Regions from separate parts of the Sus scrofa genome. Here region 1 is linked to region 2. The links are chromatin contacts, called in public promoter capture Hi-C maps. All regions are on one chromosome and are shown on one strand. Each heading gives the region's core, a stretch centred on a gene start, on an enhancer-like site or on the middle of the called end of the contact. The rest is flanking DNA. Distances are from core to core; before and after follow the strand shown. Region 1 holds the start of ZNF438 (zinc finger protein 438). Region 2 overlaps ZNF438 (zinc finger protein 438).

What was found. Promoter capture Hi-C pulls out the DNA fragments that hold promoters and counts their contacts.
Region 1: a contact with region 2 is called in a promoter capture Hi-C map of fetal liver, with 4 times the contacts expected there. The contact joins the promoter of ZNF438 here to the enhancer-like site in region 2. A contact is called at or near these places in 2 of 5 promoter capture datasets (fetal liver and liver), 4 of 47 Hi-C or Micro-C datasets (embryonic fibroblasts, heart right ventricle, liver and 1 more) and 1 of 2 datasets of contacts at active chromatin or transcription factors (skeletal muscle).

The regions. Positions count from the first base shown.
Region 1 is chr10:42,013,023-42,015,908 of Sscrofa11.1, reverse strand. ZNF438 (zinc finger protein 438) reads left to right here and starts at 1,518. Exons shown (of 19, transcript XM_021064197.1): 1 at 1,518-1,747. ZEB1 (zinc finger E-box-binding homeobox 1) reads right to left here and starts at 2,795. Exons shown (of 11, transcript XM_021064196.1): 1 at 2,738-2,795. The coding sequence starts at 2,795. LOC110255584 (a long non-coding RNA gene) reads right to left here and starts at 1,429. Exons shown (of 5, transcript XR_002336134.1): 1 at 670-1,429.
Region 2 is chr10:41,605,250-41,607,949 of Sscrofa11.1, reverse strand. All of the region lies in intron 15 of ZNF438 (zinc finger protein 438), which reads left to right. It also overlaps the pseudogene LOC100519509. Among named protein-coding and RNA genes, the nearest start is that of ZEB1, 410 kb to the left of the region's middle. Within about 2 kb of position 1,284, at least 68 of the 83 cell types and tissues checked have an H3K27ac peak or open chromatin away from gene starts, as enhancers often do. A contact at or near this core is called in embryonic fibroblasts, fetal liver, liver and 1 more, where this site is marked.

The DNA of each region.
Region 1 (2,886 bases), core at 269-2,768, 410 kb before region 2:
ACCAGTCCTACGTTTAATCAAATACGGTGGCTGTAAACATCAGCAACGGATGAGATGCATCTGAGAACAAAAAGAAATACAAGGACAGAGCCAAAAGTGATGAAAATGGAAGATACCTGTAGTAGCACAGTGCTGTCTCAAACACCTTTTGTTTTCTCAGAGTAATGCACACTGCAGACAAGACATTTTGTGCTAAACAGCCCCAAATCTGTTTTTCTAATATTAAACACAAAGGAAAAACACTGACAGCAAGCGTGGTAAATAAATCCCTCCCTTGAGAATGAAAGCAGCAAGACAAGAGGGGGCTGACATACATGCAGGAGAAAACTAAACACCATCTTTTTTCTACCTGCACAAGTTGCCATTTGCTGCAGCGATCCAGTAGCTCTTTTTCCTGTTGATTTCAAGTACCTTTCCGGATCGCTATTTTCCCCCTTAAGTCATCTGTTGATATGCCTTATGAGTGCAATATTCCTATCACACGATCTTTAGGAGAAAAATCCATTCTTTCCTGCTCAGGTAAACATGTTTACAGCAGCTGCACAGACGCTGGGTGGTTCAGACTCACATGTCACACACATGTCGTCAGCAACAAGAAAAGCCCCTTTCTCTGGCGACGAACATTTTAAATAAGGTAAAACGCGAACGGCCCTTTCCAAACCAACTTACCTTTCATAAAGCCACATCAGCAACAGCAGCCAACAGCTCAATACTGCACACACACTATTTGACGCTAAAACAGGAAATTAAAATTGCAATAGCTTATGCTCCGCTCCTGGTCGTTACAAGTAATCTCTCCACAATGAGGATACCAAATATTAGTTATCAATCACAACTAACAGACGTCTTCAAAATGCAAATGTGTGTTTGCCTAACTAAAATCCTTCATGAAAGCAGTGATTTTAATGTCGGCTCGGATATATTCAAAATACGTTTACGATCGGAAGGAAACATCTTTGAAACAGCTTTAAACCTTCCTATCTGCTCCTAGACAGGAAATCCCACACAAAATCTAAAATTGCCAGCAAAGGTTACAAAACCTCGCGTTTCGCATCCCGGAGGGGAGGGAGAAAGGGAGCCCGGGCATGGGGGTGGGGCGAGCGCCAGAGAGTTTTGACTTAAACCCGTATTTCCTCATTTTCTGGAGGACCCCGCTAGCCCCTTACAGGCGCCTTTATTTTCCTACTGGCAAAAACTCCTTTTAAAAATAACGTAGGAGTCCAAAGGAGCCCCTCAGTCCGCAATGTCCGTCCAATTCCTTATATAGACTCGGGCCGCAGCCGGCGGCAGGGCCGTTGCCGCCCATTATTCTCCAAACAGGTACCGGGCGGCGCACAAGTCGCGGCCCTCTCGCTACAGGAACTGTCCAGACAATAACAAGCAGCAGACATTTCGCTGCGGAGCCAGCGGGCACAGCATCGCCTCGAGATAAGCAGATAGGCAACCAACTTACACCGTCTCCCCAAACTGGAAAAGGCGACTGTGCAACCACCACCGCCACATGTTCGGGTCTCGCTCTCTTTCGCTATTATTAATAATAATAATATTATTTAAACTCTCACGCCAGGCAGAGGGGAGTGCGTCCGGGCACATCAGCACTAATCAATAAACACTGCGGCTGCAGCGCGGGCAGCAGCGCCCCGCGTCCGTCAGTCCGTCCGCCCCCTCCCCCACCCTCCTTCCACCCGAGACCCAGAGCCCTCTGAGCTCCATTATCCGGCTTCAGCGCTCCGCGCGTCCGGGCCAGGTAACAACTTCCCCCAAACCGAAAGAGAACCCCGGAGACACACGCACTGCACCCCGTCCCGGCACGGAGGTGGCGTCCTCCCGGGAGGGGATCTGTCTGTGGTGCTTCCCGGTCCCTGGGACCAGGTAACAACTCTGCCAACCCGCTGCCCCCCGCGGCTCCCACGGCCGCTGCTCGGGGCCCGCCCGCGCCCCCGCCGGCGCCCAGCGGTACGCGGACCCACTTGGGGCGCGGCGGCGGCGGGGGGCGCCCCGGGAGGAGGGGCGCTTAGGGACCCGCGACTCCGCGCCGCGAAACCCTGTCCCGCGCCGAGCGCGCCTCGCCGGCCCGTCCCAACTTTACCGCCGCCGGCCCTGCCGGGTCCGCCCGCTGCGCGCTCCGCGCCGCCCGCGCACACGCGCGCACGGGCGACACGCAGCCCGCGGCCGCCGCGTCCCGCCGCCGCCCGCCTGCCCGCCCGGCCGAGCCGTGGGGCCCGAGCGACCGCGCCAGCCGGGGCCGCGGAAGCCACTCCGCCCGGGCAGCGCCGGCACAAGTTAGTTCCTTGGTTCCCGGGGCCTCGGCGCCGCGGGGACGCAACGCCGGCGGCGCCGAGGGGCACAGGAGTGGGGAAAAGTGTGAAAAGAAGCAACAGCCGCTCCCCCCGAGCCCAGAAAAGTGGCGGCCGCGTCCCGGCCGCCCGCCCTGCGCCGGAGATGCGGCAGCGGCGGCGGCTAACGGTCCAGGGAGGCGGCAGGGGCGGCAGGAGCCGCTAGGCGGAGAGACCAGGTAAGAGACATAACGGTTCAGGGAGAGCGAGCGGCCGCGGCGCGGCTCCGGCGGCGGCGGCCGCGGAGGGGGGCAGAGAGCACTACTTTCTACTTTCCCACTCCACTTGGCCCGTCCCTGCCCGGCCACCCCCAGCCCGGCTCGCCCCCCTCGCCCCCGGGGGCGCCCCGGCCGCCCGGCTCCCCCTGACTCCGCTGCTCCCCGGTCCCCTCCGCCACTCACCGTTATTGCGCCGCGGGTTCGCCTGCTTTCTGCGCTTACACCTGGGGCCATCCGCCATGATCCTCTCGCTTGTGTCTAAATGCTCGAGTCACCACCTCCCCCTCCCTCCCCCTTCCCCCCCAACCCCTCCGCCTCCACCCCTCCCCCCT
Region 2 (2,700 bases), core at 35-2,534:
TTCCACTGCTCTAAACTATAAAGCACTGTTTTAATGAGCTGAAATTAAGGATACCTACTAAAAAAGAAGAGAAGAAAATTCTATTAGTTTGAGTTTCAGAATTCCCCCGAACCAGGACCAGTATCTTGGTAAGGGTTCAGTTGGGGCCCTGGACAGAGAATGAGTCTGTGCAGGTGGCATCCCTGAGGATTCAGAGCTTTGCTCCAGCTACTTAACTCACTGATCTGTCTGGCCAGTTTCTATACTGGCTTGACTGGGCATAATTCAAAAAGGAGAAGCTCATGTTCATTCTTCTGTAGCTCTGTGATAGCACTTAATAATACCCAAATGGGATGTCTTCCACATTATAGTATGATGGTATTTCTTCAAGTGAAAGGGTCTAATTGTTCTATAATACTCATACCCATTTTATCTAGATGTTCACAGGATCTATAAATCTCCCCCTAGGATTCATCATAGTAACTGTAACAGAACCTTTGACCCCCACTGGCAGAAATCAGAAAAAAAAAACCACAAAGAGATTATTAGGATCCGCTAGATATTTACTGAAGAGTTTTCTGAATTCCTGTTCTTTTGACTCAGTCAGCTCTAACCAACACAGGAATAATGGTAAACTCATCCATGGCTTTCCATGGCTTTAGCTGCATAAGGCAAATGCATTTCAATACTGTGTTCATCTTCATCTGTCTGCAGAGACATGCGTTCAAACATTCCTTTCTTCCATAGTTCTCTGTAAATCTTTTGGTCAGTACCAAGATCATACAGAGGTGTCATGCACACACACACACACACTGAAAAGTGCACATTGAGAAAGGGACACATGATGAGAAGGCCCAAGGATGAAAATGCTCCAGGAAATAGATGGATCCACTTGTTTGAAGCATGAGCAGCATGAGACCCACGGTAGGAATATCCAGCATGGGGTGCAGCAGTGGCTGCAGCAGGTCTTTTTGTTGACTGTACTTGTGAAAGCCAACCTTCTAGCTGTGCATTCGGCCTGAGACTGTGTACCAGCTTCCCCTCCCCCCTCCCCCCCCCCCCCCGTGCGACTGCTTCCCAGCAGACCACTTGGGTTGGACATCCTGGCGCCTGTGCCGCCTATGTTGCACGAGGATGAATGAGGAGGCGGCTGCAGGAGCGGCTCCGCCAGGGGAGGAGACAGCACGGACCCAGCCCAAGAGGAGGCGGTAGCGGGGAGGGGATCCGCCCGGCCCAGGAGGAAGAGGAGGAGGAGATGGCAACCGGGGCAGTGACGGCGGCGGCAGCAACAATCATTACAAACTCTGGCGACCGCCGGAAGATGAGGCCCGTGGCCGCTTTACCAAAGCCCGGAAAGCCCTGGCCCCGGCCCCCGGAGTTGCCGCGGCTCCGCAACTCGAGCGGCTTCCGCTGAGCCGCCCCCACGGCCTCCTTCCCCTCGCGGCCGGCCTCCACCCGGAGCCAACACCAGTGACCCCACCTCCGCGACTCCGCGCCCTGGCCCTCCCCCCACCCCCGCGGGACTCCCCGCCTCCACCCCACCCCACCCCGGGGGCGCTCCTGCCCGCTCGGCCCGGCCCGGCCCGCTGGCCCCGCCCGGCCCCGCTCTTCGGCCGCCGCGCGGCGAGGTTAACGGCGGACACCGGACAAGCCTGACAGCATCTGGGGTCAGGCGGCCCCGCAAGGAGCAGCGGCGGCTGCTGCTCTGTGCACACAAAAGCCCAGGGCCAGGGCCTGAACAGGGAAGGCAGCCCGAGAAGAGCCAATGCTTCCTTACTCGCCACTTTCTTACTTGCCACTCCAATAGGTCTTTTCTCATGTAGATGCTCAGTGCTCTAAATTTCCCCCTCTGTACTGCTTTGATGGAATCACACACATTTTGGTAGGTTGTGTTTGCATTTCATTCAGTTCAAAACACATTCTAATTTTCTTTTTGATTTCTCCTTTGACCCATAGGTTATTTATAGGTGCGTGATTTAGTCAACCCATGTTCAGAGAGTTTCCAGATATAGTTCTGTTATTTTGGCTTCTTTTATTCCACTGAGGTCAGAGAACATACCTTATATGATTTGAACCCTCTTAAGTGTATTGAGTCTTGTTTTTATGACCCAGAATATGGTGTCTTAATAAAAGATGTCATGTGCATTTGCAAACAATGTGGAATCTGTTGTTTTGGGTGGAATGTTCTGTAACTGTCAATTAGATCAAGTTGGTTTATAGGGTCATTCAAATCCCCAGAGTCCTTAGTGATTTTCTCTCCACTGCTTTTATTATTATTAATTATTCTGTATTTCTCCTTGCAGTTCTGTCCGTTCTTGCTTTATATATTTTGGAGCTCAGTTATTAGGGACATAAATATTTAGGATTTTTATGTCCTTTGAATGAGTTGTCCTTTTTTAATTATGAAATTATAAATGTTTGGTAATAGTCTTCACTTTTTAATCTGCTTTTTCTGATATAGCCACTCCACCTTTTTTTGACATGTCTAATGTGCTTACAATCCTATGCATTGTAATCTTTATCTTCTATATTATAGTTTATATCTGGAAATTTTTATGTGGGCCTTTTTTTATCTTTCTTGTCTATACTTAACTTTTTGAACATATAAAATACAGCTACATACATAATAGACCTTGGCTGCTAATTCTAACATCGTCGTCAGTTCAGGGTCGGTTCTTACTATTTTCTACACTATGGCTCATATTTTCCTGCCTCTTTGTA